2 separate regions of the Mus musculus genome follow, and region 2 is linked to region 1. Evidence: chromatin contacts called from public HiChIP or PLAC-seq data. All regions are on one chromosome and are shown on one strand. Each heading gives the region's core, a stretch centred on a gene start, on an enhancer-like site or on the middle of the called end of the contact. The rest is flanking DNA. Distances are from core to core; before and after follow the strand shown.

Region 1 (6,874 bases), core at 4,027-6,526:
GTTTTTTTTTTCTTTCTTCTTTATCTCCCTCCTTCCCTCCCTCCCACCTCTCCTCCCTCCCCCCCTCCTTCCATATTCCCTCTCTTTCTTTCTTTTGTTGAAGACTATTTGGAAATCAAGGCAGCATGCAGTAGTTATTTCTGATCAATCTCACCCCTTTCAGAGGCATGGAATACATTGATGCCTATAATCATTTCTGTACCTATGCATGCATAGTTCACAATGGTGTCCCCACCTCATCTCCAACCCACCACCCTTTTTTTCCATTTTGTAATCAGGATTTCTATAGGCTAATATAATTCAGCAGTACTTTCTAAATCTTAGTGAGTTTTTTAAAAAAAATAGCTGTGTTACTTGCTTCATTGACTTGTAAAATATTTAAAGTCAACAAAATATCATTTAATGTAACCCTGGGTGATTTTTACCCTCCCTTTGTTGTAGGAACACCTCCCTTAAATTTTTGTTTGATTTCTCCATAATGGTTGGACCTGTAGGATTGTAAACTATATCAGGAACAGGCTTTTTGCCATAATGTATTTAGAACAGTTGTATTCTAATGACTATATCGGCCTGCGCAATATTAGTTCTGACCATCAAAGGCATTTACAAGACAGTCACCATTTCTAGTAGCTGTGTAGTCTCAGAATCATCCTTTTCATAATTCAAGACCCACTGGAATTCTGAATATGCATCAGTAGCAAGGTGCGTCAACACATGTACCTATCTCAGTTCTCCAAACTCTATAAGATTAAACACACATTTCATTGTATGACATTGTTCTAAGGTAGTATCCATAAGTAGAATGTGGATTTTCAATGTAATATATTGTATTTTTTGTTTGTTTGTTTGAGACAGGGTTTCTCTGTATAGTTCTGACTGTCCTGGAACTCACTTTGTAGACCACGCTGGCCTCGAACTCAGAAATCTACCTGCCTCTGCCTCCCGAGTGCTAGGATTAAAGGCGTACGCCACCACGCCTGGCTCAATATATTATTGTATTTTTATGGGCTGCTATTTTAATTCTTTAAGCCTTTGTAGCTTTTTAAAAATCTGGAATTACTTGTTTGGTTATTGTAAGTTCCAGATTGGAATCTTCTCAAGGTTTCTTATTTTGATTCAAAAATTGTCCAATCTCTATTTTATGGTCTCCAAATTAGCATCTAATTTCTCAGTCTTTCCTTTTTCCAAGTCTGTCTTATTTTGATCTATCTTTAAAAGGATATATAAAATTGTAATCATTACTGAAAAAATAATTATTTTTATGTTGATAAGTATAGCAAAATTATATATAATCCATATGTCCATTGACATTGTGTCTTCCTTTCTTTCTTTCTTTCTTTCTTTCTTTCTTTCTTTCTTTCTTTCTTTCTGTCTGTCTGTCTTTTGTTCTTTCTTTCTTTTAAAGATATATTTATTTATTTATTGTGAGTATATTGTTGCTCTCTTCAGACACACCAGAAGAGGGCATCAGATCCCATAACAGATAGTTGTGAGCCACCATGTGGTTGTGGGAATTGAACTCAGGACCTCTGGAAGATCTGTCAGTGCTCTTAACTGCTAAACCATCTCCCCTGCCCCCTTTTTAATTTTATTTTTAACATAGAAAACATAGAAAATATTTTTTCTAACACTCATTTCCTTCAGAGACAAGTATATATTTCTTCCTATGAAATTTTATACCCAGTTTAGAAGTTTGGGTTTTTTCAGTCGCAGTGTAGCATTGGGAACAGGTTCTTGTTATCCTTTTGTGTGGCTATATACTCCTCAGACCAACATGTGTTCATGGTGGTTAACTCCAGCTCCTTAGTTGGAACCTCCCTTTGCTCTTTGATTTGCACCAGCTAACTTCTAGCCAGGGAGTGCTTTTTCCTTGGCAGGTGACAGATGTGTCCTTGGGCCATAGCTCTGGGCAGTGCATTGAGAAACTACAGTCCAAAAGTGACCCTAGTGCAGAATCAGCTTGCTATCCCCTGCTGGCTTTGCTGAAAAGCAAAGGCTTCTCTTAACAGAGTGCCTCTGAAATGTATGTGGCTTTTCTTATCTGTTCTTTGGCTAGAAACCATCTTTTACCCAGGGCTCAGTCTAATAGCCGAATATGAAATAAAAGGTTTCGGTTATATGCTTCCCACGTTAATTTTCATCTGTAAAAGGGATTTATATATTCTAGCTCATCCGCGTCTGTATAAAAGACACAAAATCCAGGTCTTCTTTACAAGCTATAAGCCTAGATTGGGCAAGTCATGAGTTATTGTAACTTCCATCCCAGGTATACGTCCCTCGTTATTTGCTGTTTGAGTCTTTCTGGGGCTCCACTCCATCAGCCTGTCCTCTGCGTTCATTTCTTCTGACCACATGTTCCTGGTCCATCACATATAATGGAAGCCTTCTGCTCTCCCATCTCCTTTCTCCTTCATCTCCTTCTCCTTCTTGTGGTTCCTACCTGAGACACCCAGCTCAGTAACAGAAACCCCACCTACTTCTATTCTCCCAAATAATTGGCTGTAGCCACTTTTGTTTTATTTAACCTATAACTTTACATTGGAGAGCAAGGTTTATATAGCATCACTTGGTGTACATGAGGATCTGCTCATGGGGGCAAACAGATCTTTGGGGCCAGCATTTAGCATTTGAATACATAGCAGCACCAGACTGACACCCATCAGTAAAGTAATATAATGAAGGAAAAAATAGTCAAGACTTGGAGACTTCAATATCCCTTTTAAATAATAGATGCAACAATCAGACAGAAGGTGGCTTAGCAGAGAGCTTAAATAACAGGATGAGCTGACTAAATCCAACAATCACGCAGATCACCTAAGAAATACACAATATGCTTTCTTCTCACACACACATGGAACATTCTCCAAGATAGATCGTGTCTACTCCAACCACAGTGGAATGAAACCATGGCTAGAAACCCAGAGCATGGTAGAATAATGGAAAAATCACAAGTGTGTGAAAATGAACCACCTGTTTTCAAAGTACAACAGAGTCAAAGAAGAGATCAGAAGGGAAATGGGGAAATACTCAGAAATGGTTGAAAGCAGAAACAGCATACTAAATTTAAGAACCCATCAAAGGCAAAGCTGACAGGCAACTGTATAATCCAAGTGCCCGCCTATTAAACCTAGACAAACGTGAGTGGACAAAGCACCTTTACACCTTGAGGATATATACCACACACCAGGAGAAGAAAACACCAACTTTCATCTACAAAACCTGAAGGAGGAAGGAAATAGCAAATATCAGACTGGAGATAAGGGAAACCTAGAGCAAAAAATAGAGTCAGTCAACAATATAGGTAGCCGACTTTTCAACAGGTCTACTGAGACAGAAAGCGGGAAAACAGGAGATGCAAAAGAGTGAAGTCAGAAACAGGAGTAGAGAAATTAGTACTAGCTTTACAGAAATGAAATGTTAGACATGACTACTAGGAACAGTATGTACCAACAAATCAGATAAGTTAGTTAAATGAACTGTACACATTCCTAGAAACATAAATTATCCAAACTGACATACAAAGAAATAGAAAACCTCTACAGATTTGTCACCAAAGATTGAATCAAGGGTGAATACCTCTCAATAAAGAATCCAGGGCCATACAGCTTCAGTGGTGAATTCTATTCCATGTTTAAGAATAATCAATAACAGTTCTTTACAAACTCTTGTAAAACAAGGAGGAAGGGAGGAGGAGGAAGAAGAGGAGGAGGAGGTAGAGGAGGAGGAAAACCATCTTAACTTGTAAAAATCCACCATCACATGAAGAGCAAGGCTAAAAAAAAAAAAAACCACAAGATAATTATAGACAAATATCTTTCAAAAATGCAAATGCAACAATCTCAACCTAACATTAGCAAATTAAATCATATGATATATGACATTACACACTGAGTCAGTGAGAATTACCCACCACGAACAAAGGTGGTTAAAAGAAATATTGAAAATAATCACTATATTAGATCTATTAAGTTAGTAGGGCATCAAGGGGGTGGTGGAGGGGAAGAGATGTGTGGGAGGATAGGAACAGCTTAGTGAGATGTACATATGAAAATGTCACAATTAGACCATCACTTTGTATGCCCACCAAACAATCTAAAATTAACAGGACAAATGAATGGAAACACGTGATCATCTCATTTGATGCAAAAGGCATTTGATAAAATTCAGTATGGCTTCAAGCTTAAAAATGATTCACAAAGCTGGAGTTTTTATACATCTTCTTAGATGTGTTACCAGCCATTTGTGGAACATACAGATGACATCAGGTTCAATAGTGAAAGACTGAAAACCTTTCCCTTTTAGATTTCCTAGTCTCCCTTCAAGACAAGGTTGTCTGCTCTCACCTCTGATTCAGTATCAAAGATTCTAGTAAGAAAAATCAGATAAGGAGAAGAAGGAAATCAAATTGAAAAGGAAGAAGCTAGCTATCTGCAGTGGCAGGAGACACAACAGTCAAGGTTCTAAAGAATCTACTAGACCACAATTTCTCAAGATTAATTTGGCTACTGTGGGCCACTTGAAATTGTCTATAATTTTCAGTATCAGCTTTCTCATGTCCTCAGTGGAGGAATAATCATAGCTTATAAGATCAACACACAAAGATTAGGTATGTTTCTACATACCAGCAAAGAACAATCAAAAAACCCACATTTTAAAAAGCAATTCAGTTTACAAACATATCTTTAAAATGTAATTACCTTCCAACAAATTTAAAGAAAGAGTGTTGGTGGTGCACACCTTTAATCCCAGCACTCAGGAGGCAGAAGCATGTGGATCTCTGTGAGTTTGAGGCTAGCCTGGTCTACAGACCAAGTTCCAGGACAGCCAAAACTACACAGAAATCCCTGTCTTGAAAAACAAAACAAAAAATAAAAACAATAACAACAAAAATTTAACCAAAGACATAAAAGATGTATTTGAAAACACAAACATTTTTGGAAAAAAAAAAAAAGAAAGGAAAAAAATACAAAGACATCTTGTGCTCGTGGAATAGAAATTGTAATATTGCTGAGGTGGGTACCTACCCAAATTCATGCCATTACTTTCAGTATTCCAACAGCCTCTACTGAGGACATGGGAAAGCTGATAGTAAAATTTCAACTGGCCCACAGTGGCCAAAATAACCTTGAAAGAGAAAAACCTATCTCAACTCTAAGGACGAACCATTTGTTTTATCTCTTTGAGGAACTTTAAATCTGTCAAGGACTAAGACACAGAGAGCGTAGGCAGGAAGCAGAAGTGGGTATCACCTTCAAAGGCCTATGGGGGTGACCCACCTCTGACAGTAACAGCCACGTGTCCTTTCACAGGTTCCATGCCTTCTAGAACAGCACTGCCACCTGGGTATTAAGTCCTCAGACACAGGGGCCCATGAGGGACATCTCCCATTTAAACTATAACAGAGGATCCATACTTCTAACACCCATTGAGGGTGCGATACACAAAACAAGGTGGTAAAACTTGACACTGGTAAAACTTGACACAGGGATAAAAGTGTGGAGAGAACAGAGACAGAAAAGGATCAATATGCTCCCAGATTAAATCCACCATCTATGGCCAATTGCTTTTGATATAGGTGCCAGTTTCATTCAACAAGAGAAAAATAGTTTGTCTCACAAATGATATTAAAACAGCTGCAGCAAATAAAAAAATTAGATCCTGACTTGCATGCATTCGAAACTGTCCTTGCAGCGGGTGAATGAACGGAGAACCCCGCCCACTAGACTCTTGGAAGTCACTGGCGCTTTTTATGGATTTAAAATAGAATGATGAAATGATAGATATCTGTAGAAATTACAACACCAAAGGTAATCTCCGAGGTACATTATGGAATTTGGGTAATTATGGTGTCCAGGGTGAGTTCATAAGATGTTTGCATAACCCTAGGGAGGATTTTGATAATGGAGGATGCCAGGCATATGTGGGAAATTTTTTACCTTCCTCTAAATTTTTCTGTGAACCTAAACCTTTGAAGGAGGAAGTGGGAAGGAGAACATCGAGCTGGAGAGACTGTTCAGGGATTAAGACTACTTGCTCTTGCAGAGGACTCGGGTTCAATTCCCAATACCAGTTGGCACCTCACATTGTCTATAACTCCAGTTCCAAGGCGCCTGATCCTCTCTCTCTCTGGCTTTCCTGGGTACCAGAAACATAGCGCACACACATATGTGTGGGCAGACCACTCATACACATAAAATAGAGAGAAATGCATGCTTAAAATATTGAAGAAAATAAAAATAAGTCTTGAAAAAAAATTCAGGACCCAAATAGGAATAAATTGATATTTCTTGGAATTTGATAATAGTTTCTCACAGAACCAAGCAACAAAAGAAAAAAGTATGGTATATTATATATTTTATCAAAAGTTTTGTACTTAAAAGATATTATCAAGAAAGTGAAAGACACCTATAAAATATGAATATTTATAAATTATATCTGTGTCTAATAAGATTAATATTCAGAATCAATTAAAAAACTTCCAGAACTCAACTATTTGTTTTTGTCAAAAAGACAAAGACAGAAAGCCCAATAAAGGAAGATATACAAATGAGGAATAAAGTCATGAATCGTTAACACTACTAATCACTAGGAAAATGCTAATTAAAGCCATAATAAACGAGTGTTGGTGAGGACAGAGATAATCCGGGATCCTTGTACATTGCTAATGAGAATTTAAGATGCTACAACCGTTGTGGAAAGCAGTGTAATGTTTCTACACAGTTATACGTACAATTATACCACAATCTGGCAACTCAGTTCCTTGACATAGATCACAAAGAACTGAAAATAGTGAGCTGGATACTCAGAGGCCAATGTTTACTAAAAATCATTTAATAAACCTTATAGCCATCAACCAATAAATAAACAAAACACG
Region 2 (7,082 bases), core at 2,871-5,370, 120 kb before region 1:
CAGCTTAACATTAAGGAAAAAAACCAAAAACCAAAAGACTTCACATGGCAATTGAGACAAAGCATCTGCTTATGGACTGAAGAGTCATGGTCATACAGGACCAGGCAAGGGACCTTGGTGAAGTGCCAGATATGGTTAAGATACTCCAGGAGGACAGCTGTGGCTTGGGGCCTCAGGAAGAGTGCTTCCCGATTTTGCCTTCATCTTCCCTTGGGATAATATACCCCAGAATGTTTTGCATCTATAAGATGTATAAGTGACTTTAGTTCACGAGACTCAGTGGGCTGCTGGGATGGGTAGCTAAGAAGATGTCTAAACTGCACCTAGGCACATAGCAGTGGAAGTCCACATGCCACTCAAAAGATGAGGTAAATCTGTATAGTTGGGTACATAAGAGTGTCATCACATATCTCTCTCTCTCTCTCTAAGAAAGGGCAACTTCATATATATGTATTGAAAACTAAAACATGCTTAAAGGACAGACTGAACTCTTGGGGCTAATACTAGCAAGGAGGATTCGAACATAAAATGCATTTCAGTTCTTACCTTCTCTATGAAAAATGCTTCCATTTTCTGTAATGTGTATTATTTGTCAAAGGTTCCTTTTTAAAAATAAAACAATGAAATGAGACACCCAATGGTCCATTGCTTATTGAATGTATGCTGCTGAAAGACTTAAGAAGAAATATTAAGAGTGGCATGTTAAAAAAAAAATTAAAAAGAAGTAAGTGCCAAGTGTGCAAGAGCGCTTAACTCTTTCTGAGCCCGAAAGAGTCAGGAATGATGTTGTGGTAGGAGAAAAATCCCAGAGCATGGCAAAGCCACCTAAACAAAACAGTAACAATAAAGGATCAGACGGTTGTGAAGGCAAGTGAGACTCTTTGGGATTCTGTGAAAGAATGTGTTGTTGGAAAAGAAGCCCGGTAGCTTTGAGACTCTGTCAAACTATTATTGGCACAAGGAAGCATCTAATATACAAAATAAGCAGAAACAGCTCACTGAGTCTACAGCTGTACACTGAACCACTGGTGTCCGGGACAGTTCCCAACCTGCTCAAAGGCTCCGCCCTTCCAGTGTTGCCATGGGGACCACTGATGGCCAACAAAACAAATAGAAGGGGAAATGGCACAGAATTTTAAAAATCTATCTCTAGTATATTCGGTCTCTCTCTCTTCCTTTCTTTACAAAAAAGCAACAATTCTAAAGAATGAGAGGCAAAACAGAAAGGGGAGACAACAACAACAAAAAACTTTGTAGCCGTTGTTAGATCAGAGGAGATGCAAACATGTCTCATCTTATATGTCCCTGATGGTTTTTTGGCTCAAGTATGTGGCAACAAGAGTCCACCAGCTGGCTTTTAGGGAAGGGCAAGAAGAGGGAGCAAACAGGATGTAGGGTCTACTCAGAGAGAGTGCAGGATCAGGACATGATAGCCTAGACTGGACCTAAGAACCAAGTCCCTTCACTCAGTGGACATGATCTGGGCAACCTACAGCTCCTCTATCCAGGAATGCGTTTCTCTGTGAGTGGACAGCGTAGTCTCTAGTCTAGACTTTACTTCCCTGAGAAATGGACCAATAATACGTATGTCTTCTCTTGTCAGGGATTCATGCTGGCACAGGTTTTCAGTCTTCAAGCAAAAGTCCATCTATACCAGGCTAAAGCCAGCATTCAAGTACATGTAAACACAACACTGATCAAGTTTCACAGTTATAAGCCAGGGCACAGTCACCCAAGTCCTGGCACTTGTCAAGACCTGGATGACAGGCACTCTTCTGGGGGAAGCTCCTCTGTTGAGCAGATACAGCTGTTTTTCCTCACAAAGCCCTGTTGTTGTCTTCAAGTGGAAACCCACTCACTTCTTAGCTCTTCCAAAGAGAAAGGGCAGCAGCCGGCTGCCCTGTCAGAGTATTTCTTCTCACTCTTGGATGGAAGAATGACGGAGGGAGCGGTGGTAATCTGGAGTGGTAACGTGTTCAGGTAACTCGTAGCCCCTCAGGAAATGTCCAGTGTTTTGTTGAGCAAAGTAATACAGTTGTCTGGCTAGCAGAGGTTCCACCTTTAATAAGACATTTAAGAAAAAAAGACATCACTAGAATATTCTTCTCAACACCATACAATTGGGACATCATGAAATGACCCTAGGACTCTAAGTAAAAACCTACAAGCTGCACAGGATAACATAACACAGTGAAGCAGTTCACATTCAGAGCCATTTGAAAAACCAGTTTCATTTGCTCTTATAATACCTGGAATTAAAAACCCTGGAAAAAGAACTCTTGATTCTATAATAGAAGATAAATATGGCATTTTGAAACCAATCACCTCTTGGATTTGATATTTAGCGAATGAGTTAACTGGACATTATTGAATGAGATGACCAAATTAAAAGGCTAAGTAACATGCTGGGTAAGTGAGGCTCATGAGTCTGACAGAAGGGCTCATCCTGAAGAACCAGATGACTGTGAAATAGACAGAACTCTGAACCACAAGTAGAAGACAGAGCTGGCCAGCCACAAGACAGCAGCTCGCTGGCTCTGATGGACCTAGTTTGTTTATAAGCATCGATTGCATCCCCAGTCAAAGCCAGCCTCACCAAGTCAGGCTGTGTGCTCTGTAACAACCAATCATCAATAAATCAAGCCTCTTTGTTATTTGATATGTGATGTCTGGTAGGATTCCTCTGTAAGCACCCATATGAATTAAGTCTGTAATAAGGAGACCAGCAGAGTTCATGGGTGACCATGTATGTTTTCCATCTGTGGACCACGGGGCAGCATTTTGAGGCCCTTTGCCTATATGACTATTGTTGCTCCCTTTTTGCGGAGCCCCACTGCACCCAAAGTCCTTAAAATGAGATCTATGCTAGAATTTACTCACTACCTTAAAAAAAAAAATACTGCTTATCTATGCTAGATTCATCCACACATCTGCAGTCTCATTTGATATCAACCACCAGTTAGAACTGAGAAAAGGCTCAAGGCCAGGATCATAGTTTCATTGCCTTTTATTTTTTTAAGATTTATATGTATGTGAGTTCACTGTAGCAGTCTTCAAACACACCAGAAGATGGCATTAGAGCTCACTGCAGATGGTTGTAAGGCACATGTGGTTTCTAGGAATTAAACTCAGGACCTCTGGAAGAACAGCCTGTGCTCTTAACAACTGAGCCATCTCTCCAGCCCGTTTGTTGCTTCTTAGATTTTACTTTTTGCAACCGAGAAGGGAGGCTGGATGTTCAACATCAGTGCCCAACCCCCATCCTAGGCGGGGTTTAGAACCCAGGGCTTTACCACTGCCTAGCAAATGCCTTCCATTGCGCTGTATGCCTAGTCTTCAGTCTCCACTAAGAGATATCATCAGAGCTAATATCCCATTTGCACTGAGATATTGTGGCTATCTGGGACACAACCTTTACTCCACACTGCATACTTTTCAAGATATGTAATTAAGTAAAATTTTCTAATTAAAAAACATCATGTATTCAGAATTACCTTTTAATTATTAAGTGAGTGATGAACATTATCCGAATAAACCCTAGCTGTGAGGATAGACCGACCTACCTGATTCCTGGGAAGACTCAGCCTCCTCCACCTCCCTTGTCCAACTGTTAAATAACTCCCTAAAGTCCAGCAACAAAACGAGGGTCTGGGAACTATCTGAAGTTAGGAGGCACGATGAAGCATAATACATAACAGGCAGCCTCCCAGGGAGAAAGTGCTACTCTACTCGAAAGGACAGCATCTTTAAAACCACACAAGAAACAGAGATGTCGAAGGGCAGTACTTGGTCCCAACTATTGAAAATTCCTATAAAAGGGCAGGTAACTGTCTGTATGAAACAATAAAGAATACAGAACAAACAGAGCCTTGGGTCCAAGTCATCTGCCCTGCTGATTCGGTGGTGACAGAATTTGTCTGGAAGTAGGTTGCGGGTGCCTCCCTGAGCTGTGGTGTTCACTGGAGCCTGCTTCCTCCTGCACTATTTTAAGGTCTACATCTATTTTCCCAGGTGAGCTGACATTTACTCGTCACTTGCCACTTCTCTAAAAGGGACAGCTCCACAGTGTGTGATTTACGGGTGATGTAACCAGGTACTCACATGAGCTGTGATGAGCTTCCTCTGTCTCTGAGGGTCTGGAAACTCCTCACCAAAGCACAGAGTCACCTGGAATCTCGGTGCTGGCCGGCCATGGTGAGCAAACACTTGCAGCTCTGAAAACCCACAAGAAAGAAAGAAAAAAAAAAACCAAACTGTTCAGACACCTGGTAAAGCGGGTGAACGGAAAGCCAGAGTCACGTGGAAGTCTGCTTTGGGAGAGCCCGGGCTCTGTTCCCCTAAGTCCAGCCCTTAGAGCAGACCCTAGACACAAAATCACATGGTCAAGTTCACATATGATCTCCTGACTTGGCACTGGTTTTACTTCATTACTCTTAAGGAACATGACCCAACCTTAAGAACTTGGGTCTGCAGCACTACACTCACAGAAATGCACAAGGTCAAAGAGAAGAAGACAAAGAAGAAAAAGAAAAGTAGCCATGCTGAGTCAAGCAATCAGCACAGGCCAAGGAGACATTTTAATGTAAAGAGTCACAATGTTCTGATGGCCCAGGGTTATTTTTTTAACCTCACTAGCTAACCATGGAGGCCACGTGGTGTCTGGGCACCAAGAGCATCTGTTTCTCTCACCAGCTGTTGGCAGCTGTGTCCTACTTGGCACTAGGTCTAAAACTCCAAAACTGGAGAACCAGAGTAGGCTTCAATCTCACTTTGGGGACAGGATGATACAGGGAGAAGGGGACCAATGAAGCCCCTCTGACAAGGATGTCATGCTGAGGCTAGTCCTGCCTGAGAGACATGAAACAGACAAGATTGCTGAAAAGAAACCTGCCCATGGCTGGGGGCATCGCCACTTGGAGCAGAGCACTTGCCTTGTATGTGCAAGGCCTTGGCTTCCTCCCCCAGCACAAGCAGAAAGCCACATCCACTCACTGGCATTAACCTTTATTCCTCCTCCCAGAGCTAGGTTCCCAGGTCTTGTCTGCATCAAAGAACTGACATTAAAAAGCTGCCTCCACAGAGCAGGCATGAAGACTCTGCCCTGATCAGATATGAATTCTCAACTGTGCCTATGGGGACTGTCCCTAGTGGGGTGCAAATCCAGAATGGGTAGACATCAAAGATTTCCACTGCTCTCTGCAACCGAACTGCTTCTAGAAGCTCACAGAACTGACTTCCTGCATTTCTTTCTCTTTCTTCTTCCAGAATTTAAATCAAACCCAGGGGTTTAGGCACACTGTATAAAGTGCATAGCACTGTGGCCGGGAAGACACCTACGAGGGGCTAGGTCAGAATAGCAAGGGATGCGACTCTCTGAGAAAGCCCACCTCAGCCTGCTCTTCCCGGACCATTGGGTGGGCATCCTTAGGTTCTGAGGCTGTTGGGCCTCTCTGCAGCAATGTCATCTTCCCTGAGCCTCTGTGGGGCTTGGGGACTGTGGACAGCAAAAACAACAGGCCCCACTAGAGAAGAAGGGAACAAAGGGAAATAGCCCTTACTCATTAATAACTAATAAGTCCTAGGAAGCAAATTTCTAGTCCAAGGTGTCTGCTCTGTTTTGGCATTTGTTTCCTGCCAAATTGGATCCTCTTTGGCACACCAAGACTTAGTGTACCTCAAAGCCCTGTCGCTGGCAATTGTCACTATTCTGAGCTACCTTAATCAAGCAGGGAGTGAGTGGTAGCCTTCTGGAGGGCACATAGGACTTCCAGACCCCAGGGCAGATATAGGATGTGTGTACCTATCCATCTCCAGAAGTTATTTTTCTTTGCCTTGGACCACAAACACTAGAACTCACTCTAAGAGAGGCAAAGGCTGTCTGACCAAGGCTTAGATCACACCCAGCTCCAAGGATCTTCATCAGTCCTTGGAGCCAGAGACGCCTTGGAGCCTGAGACACCTTGGAGCCTGAGATGATTCTCTTTTCTGTGTCCCACCTCTCAGGGGAGGATATTTAGCAAGGAGCATGTTTGTTTTTGGAAACGAAAGAGGATTTGGATGAGCCTAAACAAATATTGGCCACTGGAGCTCAAAAGGCTGAGGAAACACCACTAGTACCAAGCACACTAGGGCTTGTCGTCTTCTTTGTAAATGAACAGAAGGAAGCAGCACATTGAGGACTCAGCAGTCCCCTTCTGTGTGCAGACCCAAGGCTAATGACTTCATAGAAGCCAGCCCTGGTCTAACGTAACCAAGGCAGAGCAAATTGGTTTTGGAGAGACAGCTATACTCCCCCACTCAGCGTTACCCGTCAGACCTGCTTAGACAAGGCATCATCCCAAGTACCCACAGTGATACACAGATAAAGAGAAAGTGACACGATACAGATACCCCAGTGGAATATCCCTAGCCTTTATAAAGAAGGAAGGCCTGTCATTAGTAATGACACAAATGAGCCTGGAGAACATCATGCCAAGTGAAATTACCCATGCACACAAAGACAAAGACCGTGACGCTCCATTGCATTGCGAACTCCAAAATAGTTGAGCTCATAAAAGTAGCGCCAAATGGCGGTCACCACACGTGGGAAGTGGCTAGGAAGCTGTGGGTCAAAGAATATAAACTGTCACTAAGACATGAGGAGTTTGCTGAACACAAGCTCAAGGACCAATCCTCATGACTAATAATGAATGGACCATGTGCTTAAAAAAATATCGAGAGTAGATTTCAAGTAATGTTCTTACCAAATTAAAAAAAGATAGACAGGCAAGGTGATATGCATGCTAATTAGTGGATTTAGCCAGATCCTAGTGTGCACGCATTTTAAAGCATCACAGTGTGCATGGATGAGAAGGAGCAAGGCAAGTCCCGGTTCAAGAAAAGGAAAGCACAGGAAAGCCAGAGCTGTGAGCTGCTTGGGAAGGGCATTGGGAAGAAAGCAAGCTTAGGATATGATGGGGTGAGGGAATGACAATTAGCAGTCAGCAGAGCAGCCTGCTTCCTTAAAGGCATCCTCGGCTACGTTTCTAGGGGAGGCCTCTGGGTGGTACCCACCAGTGGCAAGACTAATGACTTCATATAAG

The links. HiChIP or PLAC-seq counts read pairs in DNA pulled down with a chosen protein or histone mark.
Region 2: a CTCF HiChIP or PLAC-seq map of CD8 T cells shows a contact between it and region 1, with 12 times the contacts expected there. The contact joins two enhancer-like sites. A contact is called at or near these places in 2 of 39 promoter capture datasets (the C10 cell line and liver), 3 of 15 datasets of contacts at CTCF or cohesin (CD8 T cells, large pre-B cells and pro-B cells), 4 of 484 Hi-C or Micro-C datasets (B cells, CD8 T cells, Th1 cells and 1 more), 12 of 115 datasets of contacts at active chromatin or transcription factors (the 230-238 cell line, CD8 T cells, the SCID.adh cell line and 7 more) and 2 of 9 other capture datasets (adipose tissue and liver).

What each region holds. Positions count from the first base shown.
Region 1 is chr13:30,635,058-30,641,931 of GRCm38.p6, reverse strand. No RefSeq gene overlaps it. Among named protein-coding and RNA genes, the nearest start is that of Gm35158, 22 kb to the left of the region's middle. Within about 2 kb of position 5,276, at least 10 of the 459 cell types and tissues checked have an H3K27ac peak or open chromatin away from gene starts, as enhancers often do. A contact at or near this core is called in CD8 T cells, where this site is marked.
Region 2 is chr13:30,758,504-30,765,585 of GRCm38.p6, reverse strand. It overlaps Irf4 (interferon regulatory factor 4), which reads right to left. Exons shown (of 9, transcript NM_013674.2): 8 at 4,102-4,214; 9 at 1-2,059. The coding sequence ends at 1,919. Among named protein-coding and RNA genes, the nearest start is that of Irf4, 13 kb to the right of the region's middle. Within about 2 kb of position 4,120, at least 58 of the 459 cell types and tissues checked have an H3K27ac peak or open chromatin away from gene starts, as enhancers often do. A contact at or near this core is called in CD8 T cells, where this site is marked.